7 separate regions of the Mus musculus genome follow, and regions 1, 2, 3, 5, 6 and 7 are each linked to region 4. A link is a contact called in public HiChIP or PLAC-seq and promoter capture Hi-C data. All regions are on one chromosome and are shown on one strand. Each heading gives the region's core, a stretch centred on a gene start, on an enhancer-like site or on the middle of the called end of the contact. The rest is flanking DNA. Distances are from core to core; before and after follow the strand shown. Region 1 holds the start of Ntn5 (netrin 5). Region 2 holds the start of Grwd1 (glutamate-rich WD repeat containing 1). Region 3 holds the start of Sult2b1 (sulfotransferase family, cytosolic, 2B, member 1). Region 4 holds the start of Fuz (fuzzy planar cell polarity protein). Region 5 holds the start of Kdelr1 (KDEL (Lys-Asp-Glu-Leu) endoplasmic reticulum protein retention receptor 1). Region 6 holds the start of Ppp1r15a (protein phosphatase 1, regulatory subunit 15A). Region 7 holds the start of Dbp (D site albumin promoter binding protein).

The links. Promoter capture Hi-C pulls out the DNA fragments that hold promoters and counts their contacts. HiChIP or PLAC-seq counts read pairs in DNA pulled down with a chosen protein or histone mark. Capture Hi-C pulls out chosen DNA fragments and counts their contacts.
Region 1: a contact with region 4 is called in a FOXA1 HiChIP or PLAC-seq map of pancreatic cancer cells. The contact joins the promoter of Ntn5 here to the promoter of Fuz in region 4. A contact is called at or near these places in 5 of 39 promoter capture datasets (cranial neural crest, frontonasal cranial neural crest, liver and 1 more), 2 of 115 datasets of contacts at active chromatin or transcription factors (large pre-B cells and pancreatic cancer cells) and 1 of 9 other capture datasets (liver).
Region 2: a promoter capture Hi-C map of liver shows a contact between it and region 4, with 2.7 times the contacts expected there. The contact joins the promoter of Grwd1 here to the promoter of Fuz in region 4. A contact is called at or near these places in 2 of 39 promoter capture datasets (both in liver), 1 of 115 datasets of contacts at active chromatin or transcription factors (astrocytes) and 1 of 9 other capture datasets (liver).
Region 3: a contact with region 4 is called in an H3K27ac HiChIP or PLAC-seq map of regulatory T cell precursor, with 5 times the contacts expected there. The contact joins the promoter of Sult2b1 here to the promoter of Fuz in region 4. A contact is called at or near these places in 3 of 115 datasets of contacts at active chromatin or transcription factors (large pre-B cells, pancreatic cancer cells and regulatory T cell precursor).
Region 5: a promoter capture Hi-C map of liver shows a contact between it and region 4, with 2.9 times the contacts expected there. The contact joins the promoter of Kdelr1 here to the promoter of Fuz in region 4. A contact is called at or near these places in 4 of 39 promoter capture datasets (cranial neural crest, liver and second pharyngeal arch cranial neural crest), 1 of 484 Hi-C or Micro-C datasets (muscle stem cells), 1 of 115 datasets of contacts at active chromatin or transcription factors (thymic regulatory T cells) and 3 of 9 other capture datasets (adipose tissue, liver and pancreatic islet).
Region 6: a contact with region 4 is called in a promoter capture Hi-C map of adipose tissue. The contact joins the promoter of Ppp1r15a here to the promoter of Fuz in region 4. A contact is called at or near these places in 1 of 39 promoter capture datasets (pre-B cells), 3 of 115 datasets of contacts at active chromatin or transcription factors (pancreatic cancer cells, regulatory T cell precursor and thymic regulatory T cells) and 2 of 9 other capture datasets (adipose tissue and liver).
Region 7: a promoter capture Hi-C map of adipose tissue shows a contact between it and region 4, with 3 times the contacts expected there. The contact joins the promoter of Dbp here to the promoter of Fuz in region 4. A contact is called at or near these places in 7 of 39 promoter capture datasets (cranial neural crest, frontonasal cranial neural crest, hippocampal neurons and 3 more), 2 of 484 Hi-C or Micro-C datasets (CD4 T cells and Th1 cells), 5 of 115 datasets of contacts at active chromatin or transcription factors (Th17 cells, astrocytes, bone marrow-derived macrophages and 2 more) and 3 of 9 other capture datasets (adipose tissue, liver and pancreatic islet).

Annotation. Positions count from the first base shown.
Region 1 is chr7:45,682,432-45,686,538 of GRCm38.p6, forward strand. It overlaps Ntn5 (netrin 5), which reads left to right and starts at 1,591. Exons shown (of 7, transcript NM_001358870.1): 1 at 1,591-2,067; 2 at 3,750-4,107. The coding sequence starts at 2,034. Sec1 (secretory blood group 1) reads right to left here. Exons shown (of 4, transcript NM_001271578.1): 2 at 2,835-2,924; 3 at 1,749-1,860. The coding sequence starts at 1,845.
Region 2 is chr7:45,828,927-45,833,106 of GRCm38.p6, forward strand. Grwd1 (glutamate-rich WD repeat containing 1) reads right to left here and starts at 1,863. Exons shown (of 7, transcript NM_153419.2): 1 at 1,669-1,863; 2 at 1,366-1,483; 3 at 1,056-1,218. The coding sequence starts at 1,855. It overlaps Grin2d (glutamate receptor, ionotropic, NMDA2D (epsilon 4)), which reads right to left. Exons shown (of 12, transcript NM_008172.2): 12 at 3,557-4,180. The coding sequence ends at 3,854.
Region 3 is chr7:45,739,972-45,744,063 of GRCm38.p6, forward strand. It overlaps Sult2b1 (sulfotransferase family, cytosolic, 2B, member 1), which reads right to left and starts at 2,507. Exons shown (of 6, transcript NM_001360784.1): 1 at 2,083-2,507. The coding sequence starts at 2,389. It overlaps Gm31597 (a long non-coding RNA gene), which reads left to right and starts at 1,991. Exons shown (of 3, transcript XR_391433.4): 1 at 1,991-2,160.
Region 4 is chr7:44,894,028-44,898,243 of GRCm38.p6, forward strand. Fuz (fuzzy planar cell polarity protein) reads left to right here and starts at 2,052. Exons shown (of 11, transcript NM_027376.3): 1 at 2,052-2,335; 2 at 2,520-2,641; 3 at 2,888-2,972; 4 at 3,234-3,302; 5 at 3,493-3,597. The coding sequence starts at 2,225.
Region 5 is chr7:45,870,340-45,874,209 of GRCm38.p6, forward strand. Kdelr1 (KDEL (Lys-Asp-Glu-Leu) endoplasmic reticulum protein retention receptor 1) reads left to right here and starts at 2,501. Exons shown (of 5, transcript NM_133950.2): 1 at 2,501-2,762; 2 at 3,420-3,520; 3 at 3,704-3,862. The coding sequence starts at 2,672. It also overlaps a transcript of Grin2d not described here.
Region 6 is chr7:45,524,761-45,528,954 of GRCm38.p6, forward strand. Ppp1r15a (protein phosphatase 1, regulatory subunit 15A) reads right to left here and starts at 1,508. Exons shown (of 3, transcript NM_008654.2): 1 at 1,235-1,508; 2 at 1-631. The coding sequence starts at 622. It also overlaps a transcript of Plekha4 not described here.
Region 7 is chr7:45,703,505-45,707,602 of GRCm38.p6, forward strand. Dbp (D site albumin promoter binding protein) reads left to right here and starts at 1,743. Exons shown (of 4, transcript NM_016974.3): 1 at 1,743-2,258; 2 at 3,102-3,512. The coding sequence starts at 2,120. It overlaps Car11 (carbonic anhydrase 11), which reads left to right. Exons shown (of 9, transcript NM_009800.4): 7 at 1-109; 8 at 209-374; 9 at 985-1,167. The coding sequence ends at 1,010.

The DNA.
Region 1 (4,107 bases), core at 341-2,840, 790 kb after region 4:
TCAGTATTAGGCAGGCCCCCTCAGCTCCTGTATCCCAGGGCCTTACTTTATTATTAACCATTTCTGGAAGTCAGAACATTCTTGGAGTTTAACTTGGGTTCCCAGAAAGGTCAGGCAGCTCTGACCACAGGACACAGCACAGCACACACACCAAGTCTCACAGAAATACAATGCTCGCCAGCACTACACTGCCTCACTTGCCCGCAAAGCAAACCCATCCTCCCCCACCCCAGCTCCTTCTTTTCTCATTGCAGTCATTTTCTTTCTCCTGGCTCTCTAGCCAACTCGAAGTGGATCGCCCAGCCCAGCCAGAGCACCAGGGAGCAGAGCTGGGCCAGAGAACCTGGGCAGAGAAGAGAAAGGGCTCAAGATGGCTTTGGGAGAGGGAGTGGATCTCGGAACACTTCCTGGTAAAGGCAGCAGCTTTGGGAAGTGCTCTGTTGCTGCCATCTTGAGGTGACGCCCAGCCTTCATCCGGCTATGCCGAGAGCGCCCTCTGGAGGCTGTTCCACAGCAAGGCCTGGAAGACTCAGTGGAGAGGCTGTGCTACCCACCTCCTTTGCCTGAGGCTGCAGACAGAGACCCTCTACTGTGGAGAGCAAACAGGCCTGAGCTCTCCCGAGGCTTGACCCTGTGAGGGTTAGGGTCTCGATACTTGGGGAGCTCCATAGCACCTCTGAATTAAGGACCAGCCACTTCCTGGGTGGGCTTGGCTTCCCCACAGCTGATGCTTTCTGGGGGTCCCCCAGCCAGCTCAGGCACCCAGAGCAAAGTGAGGAGGAGAACTCCCTCTGGAGACAGCGTAGGGACTTACCACGCTAGGCAGGCAGGATCCTGCAGCAGACCCAGACCTTCTCTGGATGTCTGACAGCCATCTGTCCTGCTCCACAGCGAGCCATTCGCAATTGTCTACAGAACAGACCAGCTTCCCGTCTTTCTGTCTAGAAGGTGGCCTGACAGTGCCAAGGCTGGGGCAAACCGGGGAGGACTTGCTGGACCCACAAGTCCCACGTGTCACCCTATGGCTCACACAGCCCTTGCTGGGGACATGGGTCTCAGATGTGGGATCCGTTGGCCTGAGCCTTCTCTTAAAGCTTAGTCCTCCTGCATCTGTGGGTCTTGTAGCTCTCATTTGTCCTTGTCCCTGCTCCTCTAAGATCCCAGCCTCAAGGGTCACCCGGCAGTACAGAGGGATCTCTTACTCCCAGGGCACCAGGTCCCTGAGTCTTGTCCTGGGCCAGTTCTGCACACTGGCAAGACAGTAGCTATGAATGGGGTGGGTGCTCAGGAACAAACCACACATATTCTCATCTTGCTCAGAGAGAAACCACAACACTCAAATGTTCAGACACAACAAGTTGTGGAAGTGTTTCAGGCTAAAAGCCCTGGGGCCTTTATCCACCAGTGGCTGGGGGGAGGGGGGAGCTGCCTTTGGCTTTTGCTACCTTCTTTTCCTCCCCAAGTTCAGCCAGGCTGAAAGTCTTCTCCGCTGCCCTCCTTGCAGGTAGCACTGGCCTCTGGTTTCCCCTACAGCTGATCTGAGGCTGGGAATTTTAGAGCTTGAAAGCAACTGACCTTAACACCGAGTTAACGCACTTGGGGCAGGAGGATGCAGGATGGGGAGGGGCTGGCTGGCTTGGGGTCGGCCAAAAGCAGGGGCTGGCAAGCTAAACTCCAGAGGTGCTGGGGCAAGTGGGAACAGGCCAGGACCCCAATCCCAGAACCCCAAGCTGTAGTCATACCCCTACCTGCTTGGATCCTTCTAGGCCGGCTTGTTTGGGGCCACCAAGCTTCAAGCCTGCTGGGGGCGACAGTGCTCCTGTCCCACGCAGTCTCGGGTGGCATGGCTGGCAAGGGTCCCTGTGGGAAAGCGTGGCTGCTGTTGGCTAGGGTTTGGGTGGGCGGTAGTGTTGGATTCTGCGGGCTCTGCTTTCAGCTCCCGCCCAGAACCCCCACTAGCCTGGGCCTGAGAACAGCCACTCTCACTCCTCCCGAGAGCCCTCCAAGTGCTTCTCCTACAGAAGAGTGTGGGGATGACCGACTACAGGACACTCTTTTCTTCTCCAGGCAGGTTTGACCAATGGCTGGGCCCTAATAGCCAGGTAGGAGGTGCATGCTGAAGAGGGGCAGGCAGGCAGAGTCCCTTATGGATCCCACTGGCCCAGGGAATTTGGATGGGCCTGCCACTGAGAGGTAGGAATGCTGTAGGCCCAAACGGGCAAGGGCTAGTTTCTGCCTAACCCCAAGAACACAGAGAACTCACAGCCTGGTACTTCACGGTGTTGAGAGCCGGAAGGTGGGACCTTGAAATTACCTAGCAAGAAACGTGTTTACATGAGGGGCTGGGGTGGGGGAGGCTATGGGTGCATAATGGCTCAGACTCCCGGGGGCAGGGAGTCTATGGACTGGGCAAGGGAGGCACCCTGCCTGGGAAATGTCAGTGGAGCACAGGGCTCTGATGTCTGGAGGTAAGGGTACATGCAGGGGGCTCAGGAAAGTCCCAAGATCCCCAGTCCTATGTGGGGGAAGCTGAAAGCCTTAGTCCTCTGGCTCCTAGCACTCCTTAGGCTCTGGATTTCTGGTTTCTAAGTGCCTTGGCATCGGGCACACACCTTATGCCACCTCCTGCTTTTTTTCCTCCCATATCATCTACCCCCAGCACTGGCCCCCATCTGCTCGGGGGCTGAGTGCTTGTGGAGTGTGGAGGGATTTGGGTCCAGGTCTGAGATTTGGGGTAGCAAGTGGGGCCACCTCCCAGCAAGTCCCAGAAAAGTAAGTGCAGGGCCCCAACACCCTGAGCCCTAAAGGAAGGCCAGGCTCTGCCTTCCCAGTACCTGAGGGGTCTGCTCTCTAACTCCAAGGCTTTGTTGGTTTCCAGCTCCTTCAGCACCACCTTCCCTCAGCACTCTTCTCTGGCTACACACCTGGAGGGGAAAGGGTTAAGGGTGGAGGGCTGGAGTGGGTGGCAGAGAGGCCAGGGTTTTTTGGCAATAATCCGCCTTCCGTGCCCTGGGTGTGGAGAACAAGGTTAGAACCCCATGTGGGAAAGGCTTCCACTCTGACCCACGTGGGCCAAGGCCTCTTCTTCTGATTTTCTGCCAGGCAGTAGTAGCTCTCCTCTCCCTCTCGAGCCTCCCCTGGGCTTTCATGCCTGTCTCTGAGCCTACCTGCTCTTCCCTCCCAGCCCCAGAGCCTCTAGCTTCATGCCATCCAACTACCCAGCCGGACACCCGGTCCTCTGCCCTGCCCTGTCTAGCCTCCGGCTTTCCCCGGGTCTGTGCTGGACTCTGCTCCTCTTCTCTGTGGGCTTCCTCTCTCGGCCAGGCTCCTCCATCTCTTCTCTGTGGGCTTCCTCTCTCGGCCAGGCTCTTCCATCTCTTCTCTGTGGGCTTCCTCTCTCGGCCAGGCTCCTCCATCTCTTCCGTGACTCGCTCTCCTAGGTTTTCACATCTGTCGGTCCTGCTGGCTCCTCATCTCCCCTCACCCTCTCCCCAGGGCCTCTACCCCTCGACACTGATGGATAACTTTGGGGTGTTAAGCTCTGGATTAGTTCAGGCAAAATTCTCAATTTTGCTTGCGTTCTTTCCCTGTGGGTTATGTAAACAGTAATTCTCCCCAGATGGAACTATTTTCCTCGCTTCGAGGCAGCTGGGGAGGGGGCTCAGGCAGGACCAGGAGGAATGCAGGGTCTGCAGGAATCCTCAGCAGGGTGGACACCAACTGACCCCATCTGCCACCTCTGTCTACAGGTGCCGGCTCTACTGTGACCACGCCCATTACCCTCAGCCTCTTGCTCCTCCTTAGCCAGGCCACCTCAGACCCATGCTATGATCCAGGAGGGCGCCCTCGCTTTTGCCTCCCACCAGTGACCCAGTTGGTTGGCAAGGCAGCAGCCCCCTGCTCTCAGACCTGTGCTCTTCCTGCAGCCAGCCCTGGCCCTGCCTGCAACAGTAGTCTGACCCTGGACCTGGACGGCTCCTTCCTCTTGACATCTGTGACCCTGCGTTTCTGCACAGCGGGACCTCCAGCCCTGGTTCTTTCTGCTGCCTGGGCCACTGGGGGGCCCTGGAGGCCACTATGGCGTAGGCCTGCCTGGCCTGGGGCTCT
Region 2 (4,180 bases), core at 613-3,112, 930 kb after region 4:
CTCACACCCATCTACGCTGCGCCTCTCAAAACTTTTCTAACCACCTGTACTGTGGCCACCCTTCCCGTGAGTTGTTCCTTATGTAATCAAACACTTTTGGCTCTCTGCAGTCAATTTTCCACACAGAAGCCAGCGGGAGCCTCTGAAAACAAGTACCAGACCAATCACTCCTCTACTTTACGTCCTCCACTTATTCCTAATTTCTCCTGAAGCAGAAACCAAGACTTACATTAGCCCACAAGGGCAAAGCAACCAGTCTTCCAGGCGCTCACCCTGCACATCTGTCACTGTCCCCGCTTAGTCTATTCTGCTCCACACACAGTCGCCTCTCCAGTTTCCCCTGAGATTCTGAATCATGTGTGCCAGGTGCACCCCAGGGTCTTGGCACTTTCGTTTTTCTTCTCTGCAAATCTGTTTCCACAAACACCCCAGCCCTGACACTTGCTGCAGGTCTCTAGTCCAAGAACACCGACTTACCCAGTCCTCCTCAAATTCACCATTTACAAAAAACAACTCTACCCTAGGAACACCCTTATACTACCACACTCAGCATCTTGTAACAAACTACAAGCTTTCTCTTGTTCCCTTTCCCACTAGTATGTTATGTTCATGGGCCCAGAGCTTTCTGTCTACAGGCTAAACCTTCTGGGAATAATGTAACAGATACAGGTCCAACAGAGACAGGTCCAGCTACGGGTTGGCTTTTGCTCTACATGCTCCTTGTATACCGTCTCCCTTTTTTGCTCATCTACCTGATCATAAAGTGCTCTATTTATTGAACTTGAGGTGAGCGCTCTACCACTAAGCTGCCTTTGAACTCATTCTATCCTGCCTCAGTTCCTAAGCAACAGCTCAGTAACACCCTTGCGTTTCACCACAATCAGGAGCTGTTTCAGCCTTTATTATCTGTTTATCAGCTCATAGAGTGAAAATGTCTGAAAATGAGGGGGGAGGGAGAGAAGCTGAGGGGCTGGAGGAGGTACTGAGAGACATTTGGATCTAGGGGGAGGGGTGTGCTGCAGAGAATCCTTAACAAGCCCCTGGAAAGACTGTACCCGAACTCGGTTGATGCCACCGTAGTGAGGAACCATGGCCAGTTCCAGCTGAGGTTTCTGCTCCTCCTCATCCTCTTCATCTTCATCTTCCTCATCGTCATCACTGCCCTCTGAGGGTGACGGCCTGGTGCCATGGAGATTGTGCATCCGAAGCATCATCAGTCTGGGGAAGCAAATACGGGTTAGAAACTGAGTGCCGGGATGTTGAAGGAGGAGGGAGGCTGGGGTCCCAGACTTTTAGGTCTGGCATTAGCAGAGAGCCCTAATGCGTGGGGCCTTGTGGATGTCTTGCAAAGGTCCTGGGTCTCACCTATTGCTCTGGGCGCTCTCCGCCTGGGTTCCCGCACACAGGTAAAGACTGAGAGGGAGCTCTGTCCGGTTGTCGCCCAAGTGATCTCGAACTATGTCAAAGCTGAGACAAGGGGCGCCTAGGGATGGGCGGGGAGATTAGAGTTGCTGAGTAGGAACGAGAGACTGGGAACTCGGCCTCCACCTCCTCCAAAGGCCGGCAGTCTGCAGGGTCACAATCCTCAGACTCCAGACCCTTCGTCCCCCAGACCCCAAGACAGGCCTTTCATTTCCCTGGACCCGAGAGTCAGGTCCCTCTGCCTACCAGTTTGCGCACGATGGTACAGCACGTAGGCCTCTTCATCCATTACCAGCTCCTCTCCCTCGCTCAGTGGCGGCCCTCTGCCGGGCAGGTAGACCTGGGATGGGCCTTCGGTTCCTGGGTCGCAGGTTTCAGCCTCCATGGGTTCTCCGGTTTCACACGTGCGACTCCGGCCCTTGCGCGCCGCCATCTTCGAACCTTCTTGCCCCGGACGCGAAGTGAGAGCGTCACTTCCGGGTTTCACCTCCCACAGTCTAAGACCCGTCCCACTGTACTGTTACCTTGGAAACCTGTGAACCAGCCAGAAGAAGGTAATGCGCAGAGAGATGGCCGCCACAAAGTAACCGCGTCCTGGCTCAGTGAGAAGACTTATATTAGGAGCAATTTTGTCTTTCGTGTGACCTTGGGGAATTCTTCCGCGCAGCAATGGCAAGACCTTCTGGGAGTTGTAGTTCTACAGAAGTCCTCGGCTTCAGAGCCCTCTCCATCTTCCACCTTTCATTCCCAGGGTTGTCTTTCCATTTAGTTAATTATTCATGTATGTAAACGAGCACTTACTGGCAAGGAGACTGGGCTTCTGTTCCCCGAGGACCTTTAAGGCCGATTTCTTCTCCTCTCCTTGTTATGATGGTTTTAAATTATTTCAAAATGCTTTAGGGTAGACAGGCTGGACATTATGTATAAGTTAGTGGATTGGATCTATCCTCCAGGGGCAGACCATTTCCCAACCAGGCATTCCCAGGGCAGCTCTGGTCAGCAGGCACTTAATCAGAAAGTCTCTCTTGAGGCTGCTGCTACAACTGAGTCAGCTCTCTTTATCTACCCATGTACACCCGAGTTTTGGTTAATTGGAGTAATGAAATATTGGAAACAGATCCTCACTGGTGAGATTAAGGAGATTCAAGGCGTGGGTTGGCCACTCTCCATTTGCATAAAATAACCCATCAAATCATTCTTGCCAGTAGCAAGGAGTAGGTCTCTAGATTTGGTCCTAATTTGTGCATCCCTTTTTGTATCTCTACTCTTGGGGGTGTTGTCTCTGCCCTGTCACCTCTCCACCCCTCTCCCCTGGACTCTTGCCGCTTCCTGGGGTTGACTGTGCTTTCCCCAATCTCCTGTTTTCTAGGACTGGGGACTGAACTCAGGGTGTTATGAATATTACAACACCCTGCCTCCGCTACACCACCAGCCCAGTTTCTGTTGTCTGACTGTCCTCCCTAAGGACTCAGTTCTCAGTTTCCATTTTTCTCCAGAGAAGTTGAAGGGACAGACACAGAACTCAGGCTTGGACTGAGGAGGCGTAAAAACATGGTTTTATTCCAAACACTGCAGTGTAGGAGCGGGAGAGGGGAGGAAAGGTCAGGTGTGGGCTCCCAGACCCTCCTCTCAGCCCAGCCTCAGACCCTGCTGAAATCTGGGAAAGGAGACCTGGGGGTGGAGTGTCTGCTGGATTATCACTGAAGGGTCACAAATAAGGGCTGGACTTGAAGATGTGATTGGTGGCATCTGGGGTGGTAGGTGAGTGGGGGGAGACAGGTAAAGGTAGGACTTTCGTGGAGGAGAGGTCATAGGTCAGAGCCAACAAGGATCTAAAAGGGAGGGGTCATTGAGGTCTGACATGAAGGGTCACAGTCTGGTCGGGGCACAGTCTGGGGTCAGATGATCATTTTAGGTGTTGGAAGTCACAGTCTGGGGTCAGGGGTTTCTGTGTGGCGGGGCCAAGGTCTGGAGTCACAGTTTGGCATACGCGTCTCACAGTTTTGAGTCCTGATGAATGAAAGGTTAAAAACAGGCTCCCCTAGAGGTGTGTCTGGGGCTAGGGAGCTGCACAGTGATGTGAGGGCCATGGCCCGGAGCGTAGGGGTGGGGCGCGGCGTGACCCCCCCACACCTCCCGCCAATCAGGTGACGTTAAAAAGCCCTTTTCGGGTTTAAAAAAGAGTCGGTGGGCTCCAAGAACCCCGCCCCCTTGCTCTCAGGATGGGTGAGATTTGGGCGACCGAGTCCCCTCTGGCTCATAGTTCCCCCAAGGCAAGGGGGTGGGGCGCAGGACGCTGCTCCAGGCGAGGTCCAGCCAGGTCCGTTTCTGTCCTTCCCAACCCATGAGGGTCTTGTCCACTTAGCGCGTCCCCTCGGGTCGTGGCCTGCGCTGACCGAGGGGGCGGCGGGGGTGGGGGGCCCGAGCCGCGTCATACCTCGGACTCCAGGCTGGAGAAGTGCGCAGAGCCCCTGCGTGTGCCCAGGTCCCCGCCCCGGTGTCTCCGGTGAGATGCGGTGGGCAGGGGCGGCCCCCAATGCGCAGCGTGCGGACAGCGGCGCGCGTGGCGCGAGGGCCCGGTGAGCCTGCGCGTGGGGGCCGCCCGTGGGCAGGAGCTCAGGTCCTCCAGCGAACGCGAGGTGGGCGCGGGCGGCGGGAGGTCCCAGCCACCCGCCGCGCGCCTGTGTCGGTGGTGGTGCGGTGCGGCGGCGGGCGCACGGTGCGAAGCCCGGGGGCGGTGCGGGTGCGGTCGCGGACA
Region 3 (4,092 bases), core at 1,257-3,756, 850 kb after region 4:
AGGACGTCTCAGGACCTCTTCAGTGAAGCTGAATCTGGAGACAGGAGCAAGGAAGTCCCGCCCCGCAATCCATGGCTGCGTGTGTGTGTGTGTGTGTGTGTGTGTGTGTGTGTGTGTGTGTGCGCGTGTGTGCGTGTGTGATTTTCCCTGCAGAGGGTGGGGTCACTCCTGTGCCGGCTGCCTCTCTATGCTCTTGAAACCCTATACTGGGGACCTCATCATTGTGACTATTTTAAGTTCCAGGTTGAGTTGGCAACATTTAAAGACAACCATGTTGTTTTGCAATAGTCACGCCTGTCTTGACACCCCCCCCCCAAAAAAAAAACAAAACAAAAAAACAAAACAAAACAAACTTGTCCTTTTTCCAACAGAAACTGCAATCCTTAAACAAATGCCCTCGCCAGGCAGTGGTGGCGCATGCCTTTAATCCCAGCACTTGGGAGTCAGAGGCAGGTGGATTTCTGAGTTCCAGGCCGGCCTGGTCTACAGAGTGAGTTTCAGGACAGCCAGGGCTACACAGAGAAACCCTGTCTTGAAAAAACAAAAAACAAAAAAACAAAACAAAACAAAAAAATGCTCTCATTTCTCACCTTAGGTAGGCCCTGCCCCACCCACCCTGCCCCCATCTCACTCCTGTTACCGCCCTAGCTGCTCCCCCCCTCCCCCACCAAGCATGGCTATTTTAAGGGCCCCATGTAATTCCTTTTGTGTCTGGCTCCATTTTTTTTAGCATGATATCTATAAGGTTCATACTTGTACTCGGTGGGGTGAGTTAGGGCTTTTTTGGGTTGGTTTGTTTGTTATTTTATTTTTTCTTGATTTTGGTTTTCTGAGACAGGGTTTCTCTGTGTAGCCCTGGCTGTCCTGGAACTCACTCTGTAGACCAGGCTGGCCTCGAACCCAGTCTGTACCTGAGGATGACCTTTAACTCCGACCCTCTTACTTTCCCCTCCAACATGCTGGGATTACAGATGTGCACCATGTAGCCAGCCCTCCTAGTTCGCCTCAGCTGCCAGCACAGCCCAGAATTACCCAGATCTCAGCTGAGCTGGGGGGTTGACTCCATTGGTCTGAGGACATGTTTGTGATAGATTGTCTTCTTTTATCATTGTTTATTTGTTTAAATATGTTTTTTGTTTATTTACTATTTGTCTCCCCATGTAGCCCTGGCTGGCCTCGAACTCACCTGCCCCTGCCCTCTTAGTGCTGAGATTAAAGACATATGCTGCCCGGGGGCACACTCTTGATAGCTAATTGATAGAGAAGGTCCTAGCCCACTCAGGGCAGTGCCCCTCCTGGGCAGGGGCCTGGGGTTTATAGAGTTAGCTGAGCAAGCTCTAAGGAGCCAGGCAGTCACAGCAGGATCCTGTGTGATTTCTGCTTCTGTTCCTGATTGCGTTGCTTCTCTGTGATAAGGCTGGGGCCTGGAAGTGTAAGCCACACAGGGCCTGTCTTCCTTCGGTTGCTTTTGGTCAGGTGGTCTATTACAGCGACAAAGAGAGAAGCAGAATGCGCAGTGGCTTTCCTTCTCTGTGAAGACTGTGGAGTAGTCTGCATGCGAATTCACACGAAATGAGGAACCTCCTCCACAGACACGCGCGGTTCCGAGAACAAGCAACAGCCAGGGCAGACAGAGCGCTCAGAGAGAGCCAGATTAACCTTCCAGTGGATAAGCAGAGGTTTACCCAGTGACACTGTGCCCAGCAGCACACACCTGCCATTCCAGAACCCGAGACACTGAGACAGCAGGACCAGCTGAGGTTCAAGGCCAGCCTGGGCTACATGAAAACCTTTCTCAACAAAAATGAACAAATTACCCAGCAAACCATGCGCGGCTGGTGGCACTCAGTGCTGTGAAGGCTTGGGAGACAGGGAAGGATTGGGGACACTGTGGCAGCCCTAGAGGGGAGGGGACATTAGCTAGGCCTTCAGAGTCTCCCTGGAGCAGGGACTTAGTGCGCAGTGCAAAGGAAGGTACTGTTAGCAGAGGACAAGCTGCCGGGTTCTGCAAAGCAGGCTCCTCCCCTTCCTCCTCCCTTCTCTCCTCCCTTCCTCCCCAGCCCAGACTAGCACTACCGGTACCTGATTTGGGGTAGGTGACAATGAAGATGTCGTCGTCCCGCACGTTGCTAGTGTTCTCAGCCAGACTGAGGCTCTCCGGTGAGTACATGCCGACAGGAAAAGGGATACCTTTGTATCTGAAGTATTCACCTCCAAAATTCCAGCTGAAAGAGGGGAAGGGCACGTGTAAAGAAGACCAAGGAGGTGGGCAAGAGTCGCAGGGCCCTCCATTCACACGCCAGTGAGGAGTGTCCTTTCTCTGAGCCCCGTGTGTCCACCTGAGGAGTAGATCCACTTCAACTCCACCACAGCAGTCCCGTGATGTCATACTGTCGCCCCCACACTATGGGTGTAGAAAGCTGAGCGTGGAGGGTGGGAGTGACTCGCCCAAAGCTACGCTTCTGGTAGGAGGAAGGGTACTTCATGTCTGCAAAGTGGAGCTAAGTGTTCTCCTTATGTCTATTCCACATCCCAACCCTGGAGGGCGACACCACGTCATCAGGCCATTTTCCGAACGAGGAACCCAAGCCAAAGGTGGCAGGTGCCCCCGCCAACGCTGCACGCTGCAGAGCCCATGTGAGAACCCACGATGACTCACCGAGAAGCTAAAACGATCTAGCTGTTTGTCCCAAAGCCATGACGCATTTACGCAGCCACGAAACCGAGTTTCCAAAGAGAAGACTGAACCTAGACCTTTCAGAATGGTGCAAGAAGTGGTCCACTACGGAGCCCCGCCCCATCCCCCCCCCCCCCGCACTGTGAGCCCCGCCCACAGCCCTCTATTAATTTGTTGGAGACAGAGTCTCACTAAGCTGTTCTGGCTGGTCTTGAACTTTTGATTCTTGTGTGTCAGCCTCCTAAGTAGCTAGGATGACAGATTTGGGCCACCAGGCTCATGTGGGACACATATTTTATCTACTGATTTTTTTGTACTGATGGAGCTTGAGCCTTGATGCTGACACATTAGGCTATCACTCGACCACCACGCTACAACCCTTGGTTTCATGTTTTGAGGGAAAAGGAAACCACAGCATATTGCTTTGTTTTGAAGAAACGCACCCACTAAAAGTTCCTAAGAACAGCCTGGCTTCTGGATGCCGCATCTGCTTCGTTCCTCTGACTGGTGGGACCTCTGTGAGTGAGACCAGTGGATCACATCACGCTGGTCATTCCCAAAGGCTGAGACAGGAGGACAGAGAACTAAAGGCCAACTCCAAAAGTACAGGGAGATTTGGACTCAAAAAGGAAAAGACACTGGGGTGTGGTGGCGCACACTTTAAGTCCCAGGCAGAGTCAGGGAGATCGCTGAGTTTAAGGCCAGCCTGGTCTACAGAGTGAGTTCCAGGACAGCCAGGGCTACACAGAGAAACCCTATCTCGGAAAAAAAAAAAAAAAAAGACAGGGTTTCTCTGTGTAGCCCTGGCTGTCCTGGAACTCACTCTGTAGACCAGGCTGGCCTCGAACTCAGAAATCTGCTTGCCTCTGCTTCCCGAGTGCTGGGATTAAAGGCGTGCGCCACCACGCCCGGCTGAGAAACCCTGTCTTGAAAAACGAAAAAAAAAAAAAAGAAGAAAGAAAGAAAGAAAGAAGAAAGTTTGTAGTGGTAGAGCCCCTACCTAGAATCCCCATTCCAGCTTACACTTCTACATTGCTGTTCATCACTAAAGGAAGTCAGGACTGGAACTCAAGCAGGTCAGGGAGCAGGAGCTGATGCAGAGGCCATGGAGGGATATTACTTACTGGCTTGCTTCCCCTGGCTTGCTTAGCTTGCTTTCTTATAGAATCCAAGACTACCAGCCCAGAGATGGCACCACCCACAGCCCCCCCCCCCTTGATCACTAATTGAGAAAATGTCTTACCGTTGGATCTCATGATCTCATGGAGGCATTTCCTCAACTGAAGCTCCTTTTTCTGTGATAACTCCAGCCTGTGTCAAGTTGACACAAAACCAGCCTGTACACCCAATGAGGGGCAGGCGACGTGGCTCAGTGGTAGAGCCTCTGCCTAGAACTCCCCAGTGAGGGATGGGCA
Region 4 (4,216 bases), core at 802-3,301:
TATACAGAGTACATTTGTTAATTATTCTGTAGGAACTACAGGAAATAAAATCCAGAATAAAAACAACATCCAAAAAAGTTACTTTAAAATATTGTTTCATAGGATCTAGAGAGATAGCAGCTAAGAGAACTGGCTGTTCTTTCAGCGGACTGCTATTCAAGTCCTAGCAACCACAAGGCAGTTCAACTCCAGTTCCAGGGTATCCAACACCCTCATATAGACACCCATTAAAGCAAGACATCAATGCACATGAAATATAAATAAATAAATTATTTTAAATTATTTAATTTAATAAACAAAGCAATTGCTCTCAGACATACAGTAATCAAGCAGCTAAAACTGCTAACTCAGCAGGGTGTAGCAATGCAACATGGGAGAACTGAGCATAAGGACCAAGGCCAGCCTGGGCTACACAGCACGATTTTGTCTCAAAAAATTATTTTGTTTTATTGTATCATTTAAAATACAGAAGGAGAAATCTAATATTTGTCGGTGGAAAAAATTGTTCAATTCCTTGCACTTATCAAAATTGAGTATAGCCGGGCAGTGGTGGTGCACGCCTTTGAGGCAGAGGCAGGTGGATTTCTGAGTTTGAGGCCAGCCTGGTCTACAGAGTGAGTTCCAGGACAGACAGGGCTACACAGAGAAACCCTGTCTCAAAAACCAAACAAACAAACAAACAAACAGAGTATAAAAAGACATTAGAAGGGCTGAGATGGGGGCTGGACTGGACTGGAGAGATGACTCAGCTGTTAAGAGCATTGACTGGTCTCCCAAAGGTCCTGAGTTCAAATCCCAGCAACCACATGATGGCTCACAACCATCTGTACAGCTACAGTGTACTCGTATATATAAAATAAATAAATAAATCTAGAAAAAAAAAAGAAAGGAAGAAAGAAAGAAAAAAGAAAGGAAGAAAGAAAGGAGACTGAGATGTTGAAAAAGGAATCGGAATTTCAAGGACACATGGCAAGTCCCAGGTCTGCATGGGCTACATGAGACCACACCTCAAAAATACACTAAACAACAACAAGCAAAAGAGAAAGAAAGGAAAGCAAAGAAAAAGAGAGTGGCTGGCATTCGCCATTCCAGGCCAAACAGCTACCCTGAGTTCCAGGCCAACCAGGCCTAAAGGCTGCAACTCACCCAGAAAGTAGAAAATAAAGACACGAAGCTGTAGCCATACTATTTTAATAGCCATACTATTTTAAACTAGAAAATAAATTTTGATTCTTACAGTGCGTGTGCCATGGCATGTGTACAGAGGCCAGCTTTGTGGAGTGAGCTCTCTATTCTACCATGAAGATTCCAGGGGTTACAAGCTTCTCAGGTCTTCATGGCAAGCCCTGGGATGTGCTGAGCCATCTCCCTGGCTCCTAGCCATCCTTTGGAAGAAAGCTTTGGAAGTGATAGTACAGTGATCATATCTGTGAAAATCTGTCTTGCTACCTCGGTGCTAACTTCTATTGTTGCATGGAACAAAGTTTTCCGTGTTTTACCTTTCGACACGATACACCATCATTGGCATTAATTCGTTACAGAAATTACGTGGTTTTCATGATTTTGGAAAAGGTTCTCTTCTGCCTTTCACTAATAACAAAAACAACCATCTCATTTGGTGGTTACTAGGCAACACTGCCTGGATCAAACCATTCTGAAAAAATGAGAGGGAGACGGTGGCACAGCGGTTCGGAGTTTTGAAACAGAAATTATTGTGAATGGTAGTTGCTAGGCAACGCCTGAGCATACGGCCATCTTTGACTGGGGCAGGGTATTTCCCACTATGGAATGAAAGGCCACGCTGCAGTTGCCAGGCAGTGCCTTAGCACTGTCCCCATCCTCAACCAGTTGTTTAAAAAAAAAAAATTAGCACGTAATTACAGCACACATGAAGGTTTGTAGGCAACACCTTAGCACCATCACCATCTTCAAACTAGATTCTTCATTCTCGTTATACAAAAGATGTGAAGCTGTCCAGGAACAACTTGAACGCTTGGCAAGCAATACTTGTCGCCATCTTTGTTAGGGTCATGATGACTTCCGGCCGGGGCGGAAAAAGAATCCTGTTGGAGGGGCTGAGTTGATGAAGGCAGGAATTTAGCCATCCGGCTTCTCGCCCTCTGGCGGCTCCAAACGGCAGGCCGACTTGCTTTCACTACCCGCATGCTCCTAGATCCACACCGAGAGTCTCCAGGGGGGTGACTTGTCGGGTGCGGGCTTCCAGATGGGGGATGAGGGGCCGGGAAGCCCGGTGCATCTGCTGTGCCTCGCAGCCTCTAGCGGGGTTCCCCTGTTTTGTCGGAGTAGCAGCGGCGGCGCCCCCTCCCGTCAACAGGTGGGGGCATTCGACTCCTTCGTCTAAATAAGGGGTTTGGGAAGCTGGGATGGCATACCGTGCAGGGAGTAGAGGCTCGGAGCCTTTAGGGGACTAATAAGCCTGGTTTCCTGAAGAACTTTGGGGGGATGTGGGGAGACGGCAAAGTGGGACAGTGAGGTCTCAATGCTTCCCCACTCTTCAGCTTCCTTTCTCTGTCATCGGCTCTCTCAATGGAGTCCACATGTTCGGCCAGAATCTGGATGTGCAACTGAACTCTGCAAGAACGGAAGACACAACCGTAGTGTGGAAGAACTTCCATGACAGGTCCCTTGGCGGGAGCAAGGGAACAAGATCTGGGCAGTGGTTCCTGGCTTAGGTGACCCCAGAGTCCTGCCAGTGGTGACTTGGCTGTGGGAATCTTTGATAAGCTACTCACCCTCTCTGATCCCTGCGTTCCCAGCAGAATGTAGCCAGCAGCATAGGAATAGCCCAGAGACGCTGAAGCGCTTGGCTCCGTTTCCCAGGCCTGACCTCTACTTCATTCTTGCTTCTCTTCTTTCCTCCCCACAGTATCACTCTCATTGTTCTGTCATCTGAGGAGGGCACCTCTGAGCTGAGGCTGGAAAGAATGCTCCACATGGTGTTTGGGGCCATGGTGAGACTGGGCCCTTTTTTCTCCAAAACTCAAGAGAGCTGCACCCCCAGCCTCTTCTCCTTAGTCCAGACCTGCATTTTTTTCTCACACCCAGACATCCAGACCTCAGCCCTCTTCCCTCATACCTAGGAGTCCAGGAGCCCGACCTCCACCTTCATACACAGGGATCCAGACCTGGCCTTCCTCTCAACACCCATTCAAATACTGTCCTCTCTGACTAGATCCTATTAAGGACCCCGCTGTCCTATGTGATTCTTCTAGGTTCTCATTGTGGGACTTGAGGAGCTGACCAATATCCGGAATGTAGAAAGACTGAAGAAAGAATTGAGGGTGAGGCTGTGGGATGTGAGTGACGTTAGGATCCCTAAGTCGTGCCCATTTGTCTGGAACTACAATTCCCACTATGCATAGGGAAAGCCCATGGGTTCTTGAAGAGCTTGTTTAATCCTGGAGCTGGCCTCAGGTTTTTCTGGGCTGATCTGGCCTACGTGGGTCCTAGATGCCTCTTTTCCTCTACCAGGCCAGCTACTGTCTCATCGACAGCTTCCTGGGGAACTCAGAACTCATCGGAGACCTGACCCAGTGTGTGGACTGTGTCATTCCTCCAGAGGGGTCTGCCATGCAGGTATTGGGGCAGCTATAGAAATAACTGTGTCCCCACGGTTCTGCTCAGCCTTCCTTTGTTTTCTTTCTCTGGACATTGTCCTAACTCCCTCTTATCATCCTGGAATCAAGTTTTACCTGGAACCTTCTCACCAGGGTACACTGACTGCTTGCCTCCTGTCCTGCAGCTTCGGCCTCACAAGCACCCTGCCTTCCTGCCTTGCAGGGAACCCTGTCTAGGCAAATCCGCCTCACCCCATTCTAAGACAGGGCTCCCAGGCTGTCTTGGGACTCTCTCTGTAGGCCAGTCCGGCCGACCTCCAACTTACAACTCACAAACACCCACCAGCCTTTGCCTCTGAGTGCTGGGATTAAAGGCGTGCTCCACCATGCCTGCCCAATCTTCCTTTGCTAAAGTTATGCCTCTCCTGGCAGCATGTCCTGACCTCAGAGCTTCCGTAGGTCAGGACTGTGCCTTCTCAGCAAGTTTAGATGCTGTTGTTAAAACTATTGGCATCCCAGGACCTCCTGGTGCAGGCCTGTCACCCCAGCTACTCTGGAGGCTGGGGAGAGTATGCAAAGTTTAAGGCCGGCCTAGGCAGCTCAGTGAACACATGACTCAAAAATTCAGTATGACTTGG
Region 5 (3,870 bases), core at 1,251-3,750, 980 kb after region 4:
CCCCCACTCTCAAGCACAGGCAGGAACACAGATGCAGATGCTCATACACACAACCTCACTTCCCTGGGATTCCCCCTCAACACCCCCGGACACACACACACACACACACACACACACACACACACACACACGCTTGCGCAGGGCCCCAACATGGGCGTGTTGTCGCTGCTCTCAGTGGCTGTTTGGACAGACAGGAGGACACAGGCATCCGGGGACACACAGACACTCGGCTGGACGCAGGCAGGAGGCACAGAACCCAGGTGCACACCATCCATCCAGGTTTGGGGGCTCAGGGAACAGATCGGGGGCCCGTGAGGTGCAGGCAGGAGGCTCAGGGTCGGTCCAGACAGACAGACCCCTCCTCCCTCAGCTACCGCCGCTGCAGCCCTTACAGACACACACCCCCCACCAGCCAGCCTGACACCAAGGCATACATCCTCACCTAGCAGATGGCTGTAGCACGAGAGACCCCTGGGGGCCAGGCGGACCCACCCAGGCTGGTACCCCTCAACAGGGCGCTGCTGGCCGAGGAGGCTGTGGGCGCAGGCGGAGGGTGGCTGGCGGCAGCGGCCACGGCTTGCAGGAGCCAGAGCGGGAGGGACTCGCACACTCGCTGTTCCCGCACACTCACTCAGGATGCGATTAACATTCAGTCCCCGTCCCTCCCTGCCAGGAGACCCACAGCTGCCCCCCTCACGCTTCCCTAGGGACCCCTCTTCCCATTAGGTCTGAGGGAGGGGGCCAGCCCTTACCCCATTTCAAAGTCTCTGATTTCCTCATGGGACCGAGGGGCTGCGACGAAATGGGAGGAAGCAGAGGTAGATGGACAAGGACACCACCTGGTACAGACAGTTTGAGACCTAGAGAGAGGGCTGGGGTCACTGTCACTTGCCCCTTCCCTCTTCTGCACTTCAGCACCCGCCATACTAAGACCCAGCCTGTGAATTTTATGGCTGCAAAGACAGGATGCATGCTGTCTCTCTTGGAGCCAGGAATCTAGACTCCAAGTCCCTTATCCCTTGGACCCAGTTGTCCAGATGCCAGCCCACCTCCCTCATACCCAAGGGACTAGACCCTAGTTCTTTCCCTCTAGACGGATGGGGCTGGATCCCAGTTCTCCTACCTCAGACTGTAGCCCTCCCCTTAAACCTATGGGGCTAGGCTCCCAGTCCCCTCCTCCCTCAGACCTAGATGTCCATACTCGACCCTCTTCTTTCAGGCCTAGGTGGCCAGACTCTGGCACCATTTTCTGTGACCTAGGGGTTAGATCCCAGCCATCCTCCCTCCAAACCAGGGGTCCAGAATCCCTGGATTCCAAGTTGTGGATCTTCTATTTCAGATTTGGGGTCCAATGCCTGGCCCTGTTCTCTCAGAAGCAGGAATTTAGATAACAGCCCTCCTTTCGAAGACCACAGATTCTCCCTTAGTCCTTCTCGATCATACCTGGGGGCCAGGTCTTGAGCAAGTTCCTCACTGAGGGACCACTTGATGAGTGAGGGACTAGTCTCTCACAGCTCTGAGTACACAATTCCCTGGAGGAAAACTGCTTCCTTTGTCACAGACACAGTAATCCTAAACTATAACCCTACTTTTGAGGTTCTGAGGTCCCATAAAGTCACCTGTCCATCTTGCCTCTGGTAGGACAGTCCTTAGTATCTAACATTGGGAGGAGTGTGCTTCAGGATTCCCGGGTCCCTGAGAATGGAAGTTGGAGGTGGAGAAAGAGAGGTGGAGGAGGGGAAGAGAGAGGGAGAATATGAATGTGTAGAGGCGCTGGGACCTAGGCCTGTAGCAGTCGATTGGAGCCCTGCTTCTCGTGCCCTAAGACCTGGGAAGACTCGGGTCATGACAGTTTCTGAAAGAGCCAGGACCTGGCATTTTGGGTCTTAGAAGGAGGATGGAGTTATGGGTGTAGATTCCCAGGTCAGAATGTTGAGCAATAAAGTAATTGTTGGGGATAGGATTGTAGAGGCGGTAGGCTCAGTCAGGATCCCCGAGTGTGTGGCAGTGGGGCCTGGGTTTTCTAACTGAATTGGGACTAGAGATCACAGACAAAGCTAGAAGTCTACCCTCTTAATCTCCAGGATTCTTGTTGTTGTTACTATTAGTATTAATAATTTGTGCAGGAATAGACTGTCACTGTGGAGCCCTAGGCCTGGAACTGGGGGGTCCCTCTGCTTCATCCTCCCAGTACTAAGATTACAGGCTACACCATCACCCAACACAGCACTAGGATCTTTAGATTCAGAACTCAAACTTCAGGATTCCTGTTTAAGGGCAGAGGTTAGACGAACTCTCTACAGTTCCTTACTAAAGAGAAGGCACCTGGGAATGTGGGACCCTAAAGACCCTTCCATCAGTTAGTAGGCTTATTCGATACGACTCTGCAAAGCAGGTTGCAGGCGCCAGAGGGCGCCAGACAGTCAACCCGCCCTTGGGGTGGCGCTACAGCTCAGACTCCTCCCTTCCCACCTCGGCCCTCCTCCCTTTTCTCCCAGCCAGCTTTACCACCAGCTCCGGCCTCGGCTCACCTTCCAGAGCCCCTTCCCCGGAGCTGAGCTACCGAAGGGCTTCTCTCCCGCCCTCAACCCAGCAGCACCGCAGCTCCGGGGCAGCCCGGCCGGCCAGCCTCCCCCCCCACCCAGCTCAGCCCTGCCCGAGTCCCCCAGTCATGAACCTCTTCCGATTCCTGGGAGACCTCTCCCACCTCCTAGCTATCATCTTGTTACTGCTCAAAATCTGGAAGTCCCGATCGTGTGCGGGTGAGAGGCCCCCCCGCGGAGAGGGGGCGGGAGCGGGCCGCTCTGGGGCACCGGGAAGGCTGGAGCTCGGCAGGTCAGAGTCCTCCCGGACTGCCTGCTGGGGATCACTTTTCTAGTTCTAGGGTCACCAGGGGGTCAGCTCCTTTCCCTAGACTAAGGGGTACACATAGTTTGGTGGGGGTGGCTTCGGGCGTTCAGTTCAACCTTCTGCAGCACCCTTTGGGACAGCTCTGGGTGTTCCGGGGCTGGGAACCAGGAGCCATGGCAGGCGGGGAGGTGGCTGGGAGTTGGTGACGTGGACTGTGGAAGGCCAGGAAGGGAGCGGGAGGAAGGTGACCGACTGGGAGGCTGAAGTCAGGCAGGGCTCTCCCTAGGTCCCAGTGTAGGTCTAGACTGTCAGGAGGACCTGAGGGAGACAGAAGGACCGGCGAGGCCTAGCCTGGGATAGAGCCTCGGTCTCTAGTATTTTTGGAGCCGGCTGCCCCCTGCCTGTGGATGGTGGAAAAAGGGCCGAGCTCAGGCTTAAAGGCCTTGGGGAATCGCTGTGGTCTAGAGCTCCAGCCGGCTGGCCCAGGCGCTGCATGTTAGTTTATTATTGCCCCAAGTAGCCCACCTCCAGCTCCCTCCACCCTGCCCTTCGTTCTCTGTCTCAACCAGGCATTTCAGGGAAGAGCCAAGTCCTGTTTGCTGTGGTGTTCACTGCCCGATATCTGGACCTGTTCACCAACTACATTTCACTCTACAACACCTGCATGAAGGTAGAGTTGCAGTCAGCCCCCTGTGGCAGGGTTCCAGGCCAGGGATCAGGGAGGAGTCACCAAAGAGGCTTGGGCCTAGACATATGGTCTGAGGGAGGTGGCTGGGGAACATGATTTCTCTCTCCCTCACCGTGACCTGAGGCCCTACCTGTGAGCTGAGATGCCCTGTTACCCTCTTATCAGGTGGTCTACATAGCTTGTTCCTTTACCACGGTGTGGATGATCTACAGCAAGTTCAAAGCTACTTATGATGGCAACCACGACACTTTCCGGGTGGAGTTCCTCGTCGTTCCTACTGCTATTTTGGCTTTCCTGGTCAACCATGACTTCACCCCTCTGGAGGTAGGTTT
Region 6 (4,194 bases), core at 258-2,757, 630 kb after region 4:
CCTCCCCCAAGAAAGGCACAGGGGTGCTGGGTTTGTATCCCGGAGCTATGGAAGCAGCAGAAGCTTGGTAAGTCTTCACTGTTTCTCCATCCTCTTCATTCTCAGCTGGACCACCCTCCAGCTGTGATGTGGGATAAGCGGGCTCAGCCACTCCCTCTTCTCTAGCCACCACCTCCCCAAGCCTCTTATCAGCCCCTTGCAGGCCAGCGGGCTGTAGTGTGGCCTTGCCAGCTGTGCGTTCCATTTCCTTCTCTCTAAGGTCATCTTGTCCTGGCTTTGCATTGTACTCATCAACATTTGAAAGTCCCCAAGTTTCAGGAGGGGAACTTTCAGCTTCCACAAGGCAGAGCCTCTGGGCTGCTTGACTCTGTTCAGGAGATCCACTTTCTTCAGTCTCCCCATGAGGGAGGAGGTTACCAGAGACAGGGGTAGGTGTCAGCAGAGCCGCAGCTTCTATCTGATCTGCTCCTGTTACTGTTTTTGCCAGCCATGCCTCTGGGACTTCTGGGCCCCTCAGGCGGCTCCAGGCCCGACTGAGCAAGCCCATCAGTGGGGACAGGAGATAGAAGTTGTGGGCGTCCCTCCAGTGCAGGACATGCTGGGGTCTTGGGCTCGGGGCCATGTGTCTGGGCTAGAAAGGGGGGAAATTTGTTTAGAAGTCGCTCTGGGAAACAGTCTCGGGTCACAGCACTGAGTCATGGTAACAAATAGTCACAGCAGCAACACGTGAATGCCTGCCTCGAATTCCAAATAACATTGCTCACACCCAACTCTGCCACTTGGTTAATCTCTCTCAACACCCAAGCTCTACATCCTTAGAACCAAGAGCCCACACTCTTAAACCCTTCCCTTAGCCCCAGTCACAGTTCCTGGCCAGCCCTTCTCAGACCTGTAAGAGTCTGGCTTTTTAGTGACCTTTCGTTCCTCAAGCTTGTGTTCATGCCCCTAAAACCTCCCTCTGCCTACCCCTCGGACCCTGGTTATTCCTCCTGGGGTCCTTCCCTTTATTTGGCGCTATACAGATATTGCCGGTCGAGCCTCCCGGCCCCTTTCCCTTTAAACGAAGAGTGTAGACGTGGGCTCTCCTCTCTCAGACCAAATAAGCCATCTGGGCTTCTGTGCCTTTTCCCCAAACCTGGAATCGCCCTCCAGCTTGCCCCCTCAGATTCCACAACTCTCTCCAGTCTCCTCGCCAGAGAGTCCTCCCTCAAAGGCCGCCCCATCCCCCACTCACCGGCGGGCTGCACGTCACCCCGGGGGCTGAAGCGCCGGTTCTGGTTGCCAAAAGCGATCGTGGGTCCGGACTGCTCGCGAAGCCAGCGGGTTCATGTCGCCCTCAGGCGTGGGGCTCGGGGACGCAATGTTTCACAGGCTGTAGCAAAGGCTGTCCCGGCCGGCAAAGGGATGCGGGGTCGCGCGGGATATCGCATGTAATCTTCCACAAACTCAGAGCTGACTCAATCTGCGCCAACATCGTCCACGCGGCTTTTATACCCTGACGCGGCGCTGTGCTGACGTCACCGGAGAGGCGGGGTCTCGGAAGTCCCTGGGAAAGGTGGAAAGAGGAAAACAACACTGAACTTCTCGCGGAGACTCCGCGCTCTGTGAGGTCACCGCAGCTTCTCAGGCGTGCCCTAGGCTCAATCGAGAGAGCCGTCGATCTCACGTAATTTCCGAGCAAGTACGCGAACCTTATCTGGCAGTCACGTACCGTGCCATTTCCCTTTCCTTTTATTTTCTTTATTTGAGAGGCTGGGACTGGTTTCCATCTCTGTAATCCTCCTGCTACTGTCTCCAGAGTGCTAGGATTAAGGGCGTACACCAAGACTTCCGACCTTTTTTCTCCAAGCAAGAGTGACTTTTTTTTTTTTTTTTTTTTTTTTTTGGAGAGTGGGGGGGGTTCGAAACAGGATTTTTCTGAGTATCCGTGGCTGATCAGGCTGGTAGATCAGGCTGGCTTCAAACTCAATGATCCACCAGCCTCTACCTTCTAAATGTTGGGATTAAAGGTCCCAGCCACCACTCCCCTGTTAGCAATGGATTTTTATTAGAAGACAAAACACCCAATGTTTTTAAATTTTATTTATGTATTTTTTTTAAATGTAGGAGTGGTCTGTCTGCTTGTTTACCTACGTGCTAGAACAGGTCATAAGATCCCATTACAGATGGTTGTGAGCCACCTTGTGGTTACTGAGAATTGAACACAGGACCTCTGGAAGAGCAGCCAGTGTTCTTAACCACTGAGCCATCTCTCCAGCCTTTGTTTGTTTTTCCAAGACTAGTTTCTGGTTGTCCTGGAACACAACTTTGTAGACTAGGCTAGCCTAGAGCTCACTGAGATCCGATTGCCTCGGCCTCCTGATTCCCGGATTAAAGGCTGGTGAGATGGCTCAGAGAACAGTGACAGCCAGGCGTGGCGCACGCCTTTGATCCCAGCACTCAGGAGGCAGAGGCAGGTGGATTTCTGAGTTCGAGGCCAGCCTGATCTACAAAGTGAGTTCCAGGACAGCCAGGGCTATACAGAAAAACCCAGTCTCGAAAAAACAAAACAAAAACAAAAAACCAACACCCCCCCCACCCCCCGCCAGAACAGTGGCTGCTATCTCACACCTCACAGGCAAAAAAAAAAAAAAAAAAGACAAAAACCAAGATTTTCTTTTAATCTTTTTTTTTTTTTTTTTTTTTTTTTTTTTAAATTTTTTTATTTATTTTCTGTACATGAGTACACAGTAGCTGTCTTCAGACACACCAGAAGAGGGCATCAGATCCCATTACAGATGGTTGTGAGCCACCATGTGGTTGCTGGGAATTGAACTCAGGCCCTCTGGAAGAGCAGTGAGTGTTCTTAACCGCTGAGCCATCTCTCCAGCCCCCTTCTTTTAATCTTTATGTGAGTGTTTTCTCTCTCTCTCTCTCTCCCTCTCCCCCTCTCCTCTGTGTGTATATTATATATCATGTCTGTATGGTGTACAAGGAGGTCGGAAGATGGCATCTGATCTTGTAGAACTGGAGTTAAGATGTTTGTGAAGCTCCACATGGAGCAATCTGGGGACTAAATTTGGGTCCTCTGCAAAGAATAGCAAGCACTTAAGCCCTGACCCATCTTTCTGGTCCTTTAGTTGTTTTTGGTGGATCTGTCTGTTTTTTGTCTTGTTTTCAGACAGGGATTTTCAGTATAGCCCTGGCTGCCCTGAAACTCACTCTGTAGGCTAGGCTGGTCTGGAACTCACAGAAATCTACCTGCTGCTTCCTTCTGAGTGCTGAGATTAAAGGCATGTACCACCATGCCTGCCCAGTCTGTCTGTTTTGAACAGGGTCTTACAGTATGTCCACACTGTCCTGGGACTCACAGGGTAAGAATCTTGGGCAATTCTCTTCCTGTGTACAGAGGAGCATCAACCTCTTCTGAGGTCTGCCCTCATGGACCCTCCTTCTTCTATGTCTATTTTTTTTTTTTTTTTTTTTTTTTAGTGCACGTTTCTGTTTTCTTTTTTTTTGTTTTTGTTTTTGTTTTTTGTTTTTTGTTTTTTGTTTTTTGTTTTTGTCTTTGGACAGGGACCTGTGTTGTATTCCAGAAGTGCCTGGAACTTACTATGCAATCTGGGCTGAACTGAACCCGTGTAGGCCAGCTGCCCCGAACACTCAGCAGTCCTACCCAGTGTGGAGGTTACAAGAGAGTGACCTCAACACAGTGTGGAGAACCCTGCTAAACAGACTCTCTGTCTTCACAGGCAGGCATCTGCATTTTTTGAATTTGTACAAAGGTTCTGCTTTTATAATTTGAATTTCTGATTGTCCTGCATTCTCATGGGAGTGGGGGACCTCTGTTCAAATCCCAGATATAGATCCAGAGACCCAATTCCAGCCTTTTCCTCCTGGTGTGTGTGTTTGTGGAGAAGGGGGGAGGGGAGGGGAAGGAAGGAAAGGGAGGGAAGGGAAGGGAAGGGAAGGGAAGGGAAGGGAAGGGAAAAGAAAAGAAAGGAAAGGAAAGGAAGGAAAGGAAAGGAAAGGAAGGAAAGGAGAGGAAGGAAAGGGAGGAGAAGAGAAGAGAAGAGAAGAGAAGAGAAAAGTGTGTGTGTGTAGCCTGTGTGTTGTGTTTCTTTCTGGGGATGGATCCCAGGGCCTCACACCTCACACACACTGGGCAGTGCGCTCCTGGAGTTACTCTCTGAGCTCCTCATTTAGTGCTTTCTT
Region 7 (4,098 bases), core at 493-2,992, 810 kb after region 4:
AGAATCCTTCGGCTTCATCACCTATCAGGGATCTCTCAGCACTCCTCCGTGCTCTGAGACTGTCACCTGGATCCTCATCGACAGGGCTCTCAATATTACCTCCCTCCAGGTGACTGACACCCCCACCCCCCCCCACCCCCGTGTGTGCATGCTACTCCTGTCCTGAGCACCACCCCGGTCCACTCACCCGTGGTTTCTCTTGAGGCAGATGCACTCCCTGAGACTCCTGAGCCAGAATCCCCCCTCCCAGATCTTCCAGAGCCTCAGTGGTAATGGCCGGCCCTTGCAGCCCCTGGCCCACAGAGCCTTGAGGGGCAACAGGGACCCCCGGCATCCCGAGAGGCGCTGCCGAGGCCCCAACTACCGCCTGCATGGTATGCTTAGTGTGTCCCCTCCTTCTCCACGTCCTGATAGTCTGCACTTATTCCCAGTGGTTGTCTCAGTGTGATACATCCCTTGTCCTTTCTCACCTCTCCATATGGAACAGCCTGCTGCAGCCCACCCCTCTTTGCAGCTTAGTCTAAGGCCTGACACCCTGTTTTCCTTGTGGTACAATTACATACTGGTCCATGCCCTCTGCCTACTGTTACTTGCCAAGATGGTACGGTCCAGGTCACCTGTTTACAAATGGTATGACCCTACTTAGAGCTGTAGTCTTTCTGCTATTCCCTTTCTGAGAATCAGCGTGGTACAATCCCTCTGTCTTTCTTACTGCCACTGTGGCTCGGCCCCGGGAAATCGGTTAGTTTCTTGTCTGGTTTCTCAACATGGTACAGCCCAGAAGACCATATCCTCTCCATGTACCTTTATGCAAACCAGCCTATTCTGCACGTCCCATGTGGCCTTCTTCCCTCCCTACATGGTCTGGTCCAGGAGCTGATCATTCCCCCAACTTGGTATATTCCATTCCCCCTTAGCAGCCTGACTAGTAGAGTCCTATGTGCTCAGCTCCCACACCCCTCAAGCCGGTGCTTCCCTTTGCAGTGGACGGTGGTCCTCACGGTCGCTGAGACTCCCCAACGAGGATTACGCCCGCCTGTTCTGAGTTTCCTCACCAGGGGAGGGGATTCACCCCAAAACAAAGCTATTAAAAGGACTGAATGTTTCCGGTTTCTCGGTGGTTTATCAGTCGCGATTGAGGAACATCTAGATATTAAAAAAAAAAAATCCTTCCCGAAGCCCACTTCTTTCTGCCTTAATCTGCTCTAATTGATGTTCTGCTTTTTTTCCTCAATGAGTCTGTGAACACTCGGCTCCTTTAAGAGGTACCCCTCTTGCCCCACACCCGCATCCGATAGCACGCGCAAAGCCATGTGCTTCCCCCTTCTTCCTGCCTCATTGGCCCGAAGTGGGTCACGGTCCCGCCTCCAGCGCCTCCTCCCATTGGCCAAATATAGGTCAGTGTCCCGCCTTCTTCCAAAAGGCGAGGCAACTACACAAGTTCAGCCCCTCACGCGCCTCCAGGGTCTTGGCATATCCCTTCATCTCATTGGCTGAGCGTCTCAAGGGCTCGAGACGTGATTGGTTCTTGCCAGAAGCCGGAGGAAGGCACGCGGCTGGGGTGCATGGCCCAAGTGGAGGGAGGGGGCCCGGAGGAGGGGCGCGCGCTCTGGCGTCCGGTGTTTTGGTTTAGATTTTTTTTTTTCCGCGAAAGAAGTTTGCTTTGGCCACGCCTCAAGGCTGCCACCTCCTCCTGCCCCCTCCTCCGCCCCTGGGTGCACACCTCTGGGTGCAGATTGCAAAGCTCCTTTCTTTGCGAGAAGTGCAAAATTGGCTAGAGCCAGAGACTCGCCCACTTGGTACAGAAGGAGCGCGCGCCTGTGTCCCTTGGGGACCCACAGTTGCAAAGAGACAGCTGCTTGATTTGGTCACCCACTCGCCCAGACTATAGGAGCCTCCCGGGACAGTCTTTGAGTTGCACCTTTCTGCAGAACTGACTGGTTGAACCCCCGCAGCGCTCTTAGGATTTGAAGCGTCCTGATCCTGGAGGCTTGCACGCCGCGCTCTCCCGACTCTGGGACACATTCGCCCGAACCACTGGAGTGTGCGGGTGACTGACATATCATCTCATCTCTTCGACTCTCCATGAGCTCATGAACCTGGGAGCAGGTCCACGGCAATGGCGCGGCCTCTGAGCGACAGGACCCCGGGCCCCCTGCTGCTGGGTGGCCCGGCTGGGGCCCCCCCTGGCGGGGGAGCGCTGCTTGGGCTGAGGAGCCTTCTGCAGGGAAACAGCAAGCCCAAAGAACCGGCCAGCTGTGAGTTCTAGTCCCACTGTGTTAGGGACTCAACTGTTGGGGTGGTGGTCCACGGCACCTATCAGCTAGGTGTCCCATCTTTGCTAGTCTTCATTAGGTCACTTAGGTCTTCCAGTCCATCAGCCTCCAGGACCAAATCTGACGCCTGGAGGGCCTAAGGGTCAAGTCCCTGGAGTGTTCCTACTTGAGGACAGAGTTTAGGTGCCAGACCCCTCTTTCTTTCCTTTGGCCTCAGAGTCTGGACCCCTGGAGTCCTAGGGGAAGGGAGGGGGTGTGTCGGATGCTCACACGGTGCAGACACGGGCTTGGGCGGGGCCTCGCAGGGTCACATGGAAACTAGGGATGAGGAATGTGCCTGAGCAGTGGAGCCCCTTCCAGCCCCAACAGACTGTGGGGGAGGGGATGAGGGTGCTGGGGGTGGGAGAATTACTGAGCTGTCACTTTTTCTTTCTCACCTGCCCAACCTTTCACCCACCCTGTCACTAAACCCTTCTTTCTAAACTTCCATCCTCGTTCTCTGGGTCGCTTGTGCTTGTGTTTCTTAATCCCCTCCCGGGCCCCTAACCCTATCCTTCTGTATACTTTTGCCTTTTCCCCCTCTCCGGGTCCCCGTCTCCCTGACCCTCTATTGCTGGGGCCTTGTTCTCTTTTCTCTCTGGGTCTCCCCAAGCCCCGTCTTTATCCCTCTCTTCTTTTTCTGGGTTCTCTCCCTGCCTGTACCCACCTCCCTGGGTCTTTGCCCTACGGCTCCCGTCTCCTCACTTCTCTGTATCTCCGCCATATCTCTAACTTGGGGTCCCTCCTGTGTCCCTCCACCCCATCCGGTCTCTCCCTGGCCTACAGGTCTCCTGAAGGAAAAGGAGCGCAAGGCAACTCTGCCCTCAGCCCCCGTCCCGGGACCCGGCCTGGAAACGGCGGGCCCAGCCGATGCCCCGAGTGGGGCCGTTAGTGGCGGTGGGTCCCCTCGGGGGCGCTCAGGGCCTGTGGCTGGCCCGAGTCTTTTTGCGCCGCTGCTGTGGGAACGCACTTTGCCTTTCGGGGACGTGGAATACGTGGACCTGGACGCCTTCTTGCTGGAGCACGGGCTACCGCCGAGCCCGCCGCCCCCCGGGGGCCTGTCGCCGGCACCCTCTCCAGCGCGCACTCCCGCGCCCTCCCCCGGGCCCGGCTCTTGCAGCTCCTCTTCCCCCCGCTCCTCGCCCGGGCACGCCCCCGCGCGGGCCACTCTGGGAGCCGCCGGCGGCCACCGCGCAGGTGCGGCGAAGGGGCGGGGCTGTCGGGCAGGGCGGGGCCTCGCGACACTTTTGGAAGTCTGCCCAATGAGATGCTGCGATCCTTTAGGGGACTTGGGTCCCCAAATGCGAAAGGATTATTCACTGAGAGGCAGTATTCTTCTCTAAGACAAGTTTCCTCATGTTCTTGGAGCCAAGACTAGAAACTTAGAACACCTTAGTTAACTGGAGAGTACTATCTCCAGAGTCTGGGTCCAGAATTTTGGGAAACGAGATGGGACTGGACTTCAAGGACACCAAAAATGGGAGCGAGCAGGCCAGAGCGGGGTACTACGTTCCCGGATCCTACACACGCACACACCCCATTCCCCAAGTGGATGGTGTTGCATCCTGCCTCCCAGTCTTGCAGAAGAGAATATCGGGATCCCTCTTCTGGCTTCTACAGAGGAGCTTTCCCATGTCCCTGTGTTGGGGACCTAGGATCTCAGAACTGTGGGAATCTGGATGGCAAAGAGCTTGGCAGGCCGGTTCTCCCACGATCCTCCCCCATAGCGCGGGATGGGTGGGTAGAATCATTGTAGATGTTGGAGCTGAGACCAAAAGGAACA